Linked DNA regions of Sus scrofa: region 2 is linked to region 1. The links are chromatin contacts, called in public Hi-C maps. All regions are on one chromosome and are shown on one strand. Each heading gives the region's core, a stretch centred on a gene start, on an enhancer-like site or on the middle of the called end of the contact. The rest is flanking DNA. Distances are from core to core; before and after follow the strand shown. Region 1 overlaps PARN (poly(A)-specific ribonuclease PARN). Region 2 has its middle 51 kb from the start of MIR365-1.

Region 1 (4,230 bases), core at 608-3,107:
GAGAGGGTGAAATATTTTTCTATTCCTTAAGGAAAAAATATTTTGGCCCTGAACTTCTTTAAAGAAAGAAGAATTTGGAGTTCCTGTTGTGGCTCAGCAGAAACCAATCTGACTAGGATCCATGAGGACGTAGGTTCCATCCCTGGTCTCACTCGGTGGGTTAAATAAGGATCTGGGGTTGCTGTGAACTGTGGTGTAGGTAGAAGACGCATCTCGGATCTGGTGTGGCTGCGGCTGTGGCAGAGGCTGGCAGCTGAAACTCCAATTCAACCCCTAGTTTGGGAACCTCCACAGGCCACAGGTGCGGCCCTAAAAAAAAAAAAAAAAAAAAAAAAAAAAAAAAAAAAAAAACAGAGAGAAACCAGGGAGTTAATATGATATCCCAAGAAAACAATGACAAAAACACGAGGTGGAAACATTTTTCTTTGGAAGAGATTCCCTGACACCCGATGATTCAATTTAACCTGCTTAGGATTGCTGCGGGCTTTCCAGGCATCTCTGCAGCCTAAGAGTCTCCCCACGGGGGGAACAAATATCCGGGGGGCTGGAAGAAGGGGTCCCACCTTGGAGGAAAAGGAAAAGGTCAGAGCCACTTCCAAAGCGGGGGTCACCCGCTTCACCAAACAAACCTCGATGAGAGCTGCAGGGAAACCGAGTCAACCATCCTGTTCTCCTGAAACTGGCAACTGCCAGCCAGGGAGGCTCTTTACATCAATACACAGGCCACAGTCAACGGGACCAGGGCTGTATTTTGCTAACATTTTCACAAATTCTTGAGAAAAAAAAAAAAAAGAAGGCTGGGAACACTGTCTCCTTACAGATAATTAAGTGCCTGTCTAGAACCCTGAATTATGTTGAGGTTTATAAAGATTCACTTTTTTTAAGCACAAGGAGAAAGATGAACTGCATGATATGAAGAAGATGATCAAGGCCTTAAAGAGAAGGAAAACAATTGCTTCCTGAAAGTGACAAATAAGGAAACCCAACCCTTGAGCCGGGCTTTAGTTTGCTAATTTGTGATGCTGCTGCTCCAAAGACCACAGCGGGTCACGGCCTTTGAAACCCAGATCTCCACTGACAACCTCAGACGGCACAGCAGCAGCCGACCACCTCGCTCCCACCACCCTGGACAGGCAATGCTGATCAGCTGGCCAAGCTTGCTCATAGGCTGTGCTACACCACGAAGGAGGAAAGTCAGAGGAAATCTACACAGACAGCAGAAAATGTAGAAAAGAATTGGGCCGCAGAGGGAGAAAAAAAAAAAAAAAATTCACCCATGTCAAAAGCTCTGAATGCTACCCAACCATGGGATTGCTCAAAAAAAGGTCGTTTCTGGACCATTTCCCCTTCTTACGAGTCCCAAGAACACACAAAAAATCAGATCACAAGTTCTTACTCTTCTGTTATCACCAATCTATACAGGTATTTCCTTTAAATTGTACATTAGCTTTCCTTCAAAAAAATTTTTTTAAATTCACTGCTAGCTCAAACCTTAGAGCACAGAGCTGGCTTATCTACCGAATTGACACAGGGTGATAAGTCCAAGGTTCCATTATCTTGTAAAGGTCAAGGATGAAACAACTTGGCCTGTTCTTGGGACACAGTCTGTACCCCAAGCCCTTAATGCCCTGCACAGAAATGAATGCTGTTGACAAAAGAGAGGGAAAGGCAGTCCGGACACAGAAATACAAATCCATTCCAACGGCTGCGAAAACCCCAAGCCACATCCTATTTGATGGCTCATTGAAAAAAAAAAAAAAAAAAATTATGTGGGCAAGCAGCAGACAAATTCCAGCACTAGTCAGAGAGGGTAGCTAATAATACATAACACATAATTTAAGTTTGAATCAACATGTTGAAATCATGACCAAAAAATGAGACCGAGATATCTTTGGCTCTTCTCTGCCTCCTGAATGAGTAGGCTTAACACATTCAAGTTCAGATCCATGCACTGAGAGGGTTAGAGGCATCTATAAAGTAATTCTGAAAAGGCTTTAGGATCTAAAAATAAGTGATTTTTCTGCTGTACAGTAGAAATTGGTAGAATATTGTAAATGAACTACAACAGAATAAAAATCTTAAAAGAAATAAAAATAAAGAGAAATAGAAATAAATGATTTTCTTTTCTTCTCCTGGAAGGCGCTAAGTTGAAAAGCCATTAATTGTGTACAAAACCCTGTAAGGTCACGTTATCTTCCACGCTGGAGGCAGGAGCTGCCATTTAGTGGATCATTCCTAAGTGCCACGCCGGAGCCAAACGTGGTACCAACCATCATCTCCCTCGACCTCCTCCATCCCGGGAGGCCTGCAAGTGGGGCCTCCATGAGGAGGAGGTTCACTGGTTCGCTACAGGTGGATGCGCTAAGAACTACTTCAGCTTCCTTTGCCACAGGAGGAAACCTAGGCTCAGGAAAGCCTGGATAAGCAACTGGCCAACGCCAGTTATGTGTTGTAAGAACCAGGCTCCAGAAACCAAAGTGAGGCCACGGAATGCCAAAAATGCCTGCTCTTTCCATTCCGTCTTAGGGCCTCTGATACCTCTTTTAATCCATACATTTCTATAAAACTTCACTTTCCAGGTGAGGCTAGCAATAAGAGCAGTCATCTTATTCATTTTAAAGGTTTCTTTCTCTTTTTAATCATTTAACTAAAGTAAATGCTTCTCGATAATAACTCTTATCAAAGTACCTTAACATAATAACGCCATTTATGACAAACCCACAGCCAATATAATACTCTGCGGAGAAAAGGTGAAAGCCTGACTGCTAAAATCTGGAGCAAGACAAGGATGCCCACTCTCACCACTTTTATTCAACATGGTATTGGAAGTCCTAGCCGCAACAATCAGACAAACAAAAGAAATAAAAGGCATCCAAACTGGAGGAGAAGAGGTAAAATTGTCACTCTACGTAGATGACATGACACTATATACAGAAAACCCTAAGGACTCCACTCTCCACCTTACTCGAACTGATCAATGAACTTGGCAAAGTAGCAGGATACAAGATTAACATTCAGAAATTGGTTGCATTTCTGCATACTAACAATGAAATATTAGAATAGGAACACAACACCTTTTAAAATTGCACCCCAAAAAACTAAATACCTAGGAATAAAACTGACCAAGGAGGTGAAAGACTTCTATAAGAGAACTATAAAACATTAATCGAGGAAATTATAGAGGATTCAAAGAAATGGAAAGATATTCCATGTTCCTGGATTGGAAGGATTAATACTGTAAAAATGGCCATACTACCCAAAGCAATCTACAGATTCAATGTAATCCCTATCAAATTACCCATGACATTTTTCACAGAACTACAGCAAACAATCCAAAAATGTATATGGAACCATAAAAGACCCAGAATTGCCAAAGCAATGCTGAGAAACAAAAACCAAGCAGGAGGCATAACTCTCCCAGGTTTCAGACAATATTACAAAGCTATAGTAATCAAGACAGTGTGGTACTGGTACCAAAACAGACATACAGAGAACCCAGAAATAAACCCACACACCTACAGTCAATTCATCTTCAATAAAGGAGGCAAGAATATAAAATGGGAAAAACACAGTCTCTTCAGCAAGTGGTACTGGGAAAACTGAACAACTGCATGTAAATCAATGAAACCAAAACATACCCTCACACCATGCACAAAAATAAACTCCAAATGGCTTAAAGACTTAAGACAAGACACCATCAGACTCCTAGAAGAGAACAGAGGCAAAACATTCTCTGACACCAACCTTATGTTTTCTTAGGTCATTCTCCCAAGGCAACAGAAATAAAAACAAAAATAAAACAATGGGACCTACTCAAACTTACAAGCTTTTGCACAACAAAGGAAACCATAAAAAATACAAAACCCAAAAAGACAACCTATGGAATGAGAGAAAATAGTTTTAAACGATGCAACTGACAAGGGCGTAATCTCTAAAGTATGCAAACAGCTTATACAACTCAACAGCAAAAAAATACATAAATAAATAAACAATCCAATTGAAAAATGGGCAGAAGACCTGAAGAGAGACATTTCTCCAAAGAAGACAGGATGGCCAACAGGCACAAGAAAAAATGCTCAACATCACTAATTATCAGAGAAATGCAAATCAAAGTGCAATGGACTGGAAGTTGGGGGTTGGCAGATGCAAACTCTTGCACTTGGAGTGGATAAGCAGTGAGATCCTGCTGTAGAGCACAGGGAACTATATCTAGTCACTTGTGATGGAACA
Region 2 (4,230 bases), core at 829-3,328, 130 kb before region 1:
ATTCAACCCCTAGCCTGGGAACTTCCATATGCCATGGGTGTGGCTCTAAAAAGGAAAAAGAAGAAGAAAAGAAAAAAGAATAGCTCCAAACTGGAAATGGCCTGGGCGCCCCTCAACAGGTGAACGGTGGTGCAGACGGTGGCATGGCCACTCCCTCCCCAGCCACAGAAGGGAAGGAACTGCTGACTCTCAAAACAACTCAGACGGATCTCAGGGGCATTCTGTTGTTTTCCAAAAAAAAAAAAAAAAAAAAAAAAAAAGACAAAGCCGATCTCCAAGGGCACACACTAGATGATTCCACTTATATAACATTCTCAAATGACCAAAGTACAGAGTGGCGGGGGGTCAGAGGTGGTAGGGGGCAGGGTGGTGGGTGCGGCTCTACAGGGAGATCTTTGTGGTGAAGGAATAGTTCTATTCTTCACTGCAGCCTGGTGATGAAGTGAATCCACACACGTGACAAAAATGGCACAGAACCGTGTGCACACACGCACACACCCTCTCTTCCAGTGTCAGTTCCAAGCTTTGACACCGCAGCATAATTACGTGAGGTGTAACCATGCGAACTAGGTGAAGGGTACATAGGACCACGCTGTACTGTCTTTATAATTCCTGCCACTCTATAATTATTTCAGAAATAAATTTTTTCTTAATGACACACGTGTGTATGATGTCTACAGTTTGCTGTCAAGGACTCCAACCAAAAAGGGAAAAAAGCAGCAGAGGGAGCCCGCCAGGAGGTGACAAAACAAGACTGCAAGATTCAGAGGGCCGTGGGGATGCAGGAACCCCTGTCTGGTCCCCTCAACTTCTGTGCATTTTTGAAATTTTCCATCACAAAGATATTAAATTAAGAATGTTGCTATGCCTGAGTGGGCTCACGTAAGCCCAGACACCGGCGAGCAGGCATGCACCCGGGGCCCTGACTCACACCCGCTCTGAGCCCAGGAACCCTTCCAGACACAGCTGTCCGTGTATACATGTGCATTAAAGGAAACAAATAACGCTTAACCACCGTTGTGGAATCCAGCCACGCCAGGTCGCACGTTTGTCAGGCCATCTGCAGGGCGGGGTCCAAAGGGGATCCAAGGGCTGTTCTGAACTCCCAAAAAGAATGTTCTGGAAAGTAGGGGGTGGGGGATGGCTGAGGGGGCTCCTAATGGGGAAGGGTTTGGGGAGGGGGAGACTGCCAAGAAGGGGTTAAATCCACAGCAGTTCCCCAGAGTCTGGGAGCTGGGGAGGAGGTGGCTCCTAGACAAGCAGAGGCTGGGGATGGGGTGGTCCCTCAGTGCACCCTGGGGGTGGGAATGGCTGTGCCAGTGCATCCTGGCCAAGCCCTTCAATGGCATTATTATTCCGAGACTTTTTTTTTTTTTTTTTTTGTCTTTTTTTAAGGGCCATACCTGCGGCATATAGAGGTTCCCAGGCTAAGTAAGGGTAGAATCAGAGCTGCAGCTGCCGGCCTACACCACAGCCACAGCGACAAGGGATCCAAGCCATGTCTGTGACCTATGGGACAGCTCAGGGCAACACCAGATCCTTAACCCACTGAGGGAGGCCAGGGACCAAACCCACGTCCTTGTGGATACTAGTCAGGTTCTTAACCCACTGAGCCACAAAGGGAACTCCCTCAAGAGATTTTTTTTTTTTTTCTTAAATGATGGCTTGATCTTGGTGGCCCACTTCCTGCTCTGAACCTCAGTTTCATCAACTGAAAAATGGGTTGAAAGTGGCACAAAGCTCACAGGGTGGCCGCAGCCATGCACAGAGCTGACTGCATGACACCGCACGAAGAACCCCGTGCAAATTATATCCTTCAATAATCAGCACTTCTAAACGGTTACCACCCCACTTGCCAGATAAGAGACCAAGGCACAGAGACGTTGAGAAACTTGCCCAAGGTCACACAGTGTTAGACTGAGGAACGGGTGATTCAAACAGTGAGTGCTAGGCCCTCCGCACGGAAATGCTATTTATGGGAATGATTTTAAGTTTGAAAGCATGTTCATAGTTGAAGCATGAGTTGGGAGGGAAATACAGGGGAGGAAATGCCTCTCTGTTCCCACTTGAAGACCTGCCACCCGCTGGGCTGGGAAGGTGACTGCAAGGCTCAGCTAGCCCAGTCCTCAGGCCCCAGCCCCCACCCAGGCTAAAGACTGGCATCCACACAAAAAAAGGACCAGTCAGACCTGACCAGTTGCAGTGGGGAGCAGGGAGGGGGCCCCCCGCCAGCCCACCACAGTGCCTGGCCTTCTCAACATCACACGGGAACAAGGGAACAGCAGCGGGAACTTCATGATGGAAGGGAGGATGTCTGCCAGGTAACTCAGAAACAACGCCTGCTTACTCATCACTGTGGGACCCAGCCTCGGCTTTCCGCTCTGTACAATGGGGCCCGCGGGCTGGGCTGGGGGCGGGGCTGGCAAGGCAGCCACGCCCACCACGGCCCGCAGCCCTCGAGGACTTTCCCAGCAGAGAAGGCCACACCCAGCAAGACACAAGGGCAGGTGTGCAAGGAGAAAGAAGCTGCTGGAAGCATCTAGAAGTGACTCCAGCACCGGAAGCGGCTGGGGGGAGGGGCTGCACGTGGCTGCCACTCCGCCCGCTCCGGACCCCGCCTCCGTAGTGGAGGCAGGGCAGACCCCAGACTGGAAATGACAACTTGGACCCAACAAGCGCCTTCTGCAAAGTCTGGAGGGGCTCTGGTTTCCCCAGACACTGTCAGCACAGGATGCTGAGTCACCGAGAACCCTGGTCAGTGGTTATGAGTGAGGAGGATAGAGCCTGCCGGCAGGCGAGGGAATGTGCAGGGATAGCAATGCCCTGGGGACCGTCCCGAGGCCTCCCTGCCTCCCACGCGTCCAGGAAGGAGGCTTCTGACAGGAGGTGCCCCCGGCTGGGGTGGAAAGCCTTCAATTACCACTGACAACAGCCTTCCGGCCGCCTTTATGGTGCAGTTTATGGAGCGTCTGTCCAGACATGAAGAGCTTCCTCACGGGATGAAAGGTCAGCCGGAAGGGCGTGATGGGGCAGGGGATGGAGACAGCCTGGGAGAAGGCGACAGATCCACGGCACGTCATCATGAGAAGCCCTGGAAGACCCGTCTAGGCTGGAGGCTGGTGCGCGCCACCTTCCAACCTGTGCCCACTGCCTGGGCTCAAGTCTCGTCGGCACCTGGCGGGGGTGGGGCAGGGTGACCACAACTCCCTGGGCTGCTGGTACACCTTGTCCCCTCCAAGTCCCCACTTTGGCCTCATGGCTCCCCTAATGTGGCACCCTATTGGCTCCAGCAGGAACCGTACACTCACATTCCTCCAGGGATGAGGCTGAGGACCAAAGAGCGAAAGGAGGCTGGTGGGAAACAATAGGGAGTGGTGGAGACTGTGGACAAGGGGAACTCACAGGCCCGGGATGTGGCAGCTGTCACTCAACTCAAAACTGGTGCCTGTCAGATGGGCATGTGGGTCCAGGGCTGCCAGAGCTTTCCCTTGTTCAAACTAGTCTGAATTCTGGATTGCTTTAAATCCTGATTTCTAAACATTGCAATTCTAAAAAAAAAAAAAAAAAAAAAAAAAAAAAAAAAAAAACCTGCATATGTGCACAGAGAAAGAAATCTAGTGCTGTAGAAGCTACACAAAGCCCACCTACGGCTGGCTCTGCCCCTCGTCCTCAGATGAAGAGAAGCCCTGGTGACCGGCCTCTGGCCACCTCCCCAGGTCCCTCTTTCCCTCTTCTCCCGCCCTCCTGAAGTAGCAGCAGCTCCCCCAGACACTGCCAGTAGGTTCTAGCTGCCTCCACTCCCCCTCACCCTGGGAACTTTGCTTCACACACAGCATCCCTGAGCTTCCCAGCAGGAGGGGCCTCAGTTCCCTGGGGCCTCCAAGGGCCTCTACTGAAAGCTTGCAGCACACGGGACTGAAGTTAGCCCCTTCCTCCATTCTAAGCCACTGGGAGACAAATATATACATGTGTATGTAGTTATATATATATAACATAATAATATGTGTTTGTATGTATGTATATAACATAACCACTATATCTACTGGGTCAAGTCCCAACCCATCCCCAAGACCTGCGGGTCCAGTATGATGTGGCCCCTGGCAACCTCAGCCTCGCTGAATGTTCCCCCCATCCTCATTTCCCTCTGCAACAGCCTCACTGACCCTCTTTCACCTCCCTCCTGCCTCAGGACCTTTGCACGTGCCGTTCTCTCTGCCTAGAATGCTTTCC

Evidence for each region. A called contact is a pair of places that touch in the nucleus more often than the background predicts.
Region 2: a contact with region 1 is called in a Hi-C map of embryonic fibroblasts, with 2.1 times the contacts expected there. The contact joins two enhancer-like sites. A contact is called at or near these places in 4 of 47 Hi-C or Micro-C datasets (embryonic fibroblasts, fetal heart ventricle and skeletal muscle).

What each region holds. Positions count from the first base shown.
Region 1 is chr3:28,721,323-28,725,552 of Sscrofa11.1, reverse strand. All of the region lies in intron 21 of PARN (poly(A)-specific ribonuclease PARN), which reads right to left. Among named protein-coding and RNA genes, the nearest start is that of PARN, 110 kb to the right of the region's middle. Within about 2 kb of position 1,857, at least 8 of the 83 cell types and tissues checked have an H3K27ac peak or open chromatin away from gene starts, as enhancers often do. A contact at or near this core is called in embryonic fibroblasts, where this site is marked.
Region 2 is chr3:28,855,514-28,859,743 of Sscrofa11.1, reverse strand. No RefSeq gene overlaps it. Among named protein-coding and RNA genes, the nearest start is that of MIR365-1, 51 kb to the left of the region's middle. Within about 2 kb of position 2,078, at least 29 of the 83 cell types and tissues checked have an H3K27ac peak or open chromatin away from gene starts, as enhancers often do. A contact at or near this core is called in embryonic fibroblasts, where this site is marked.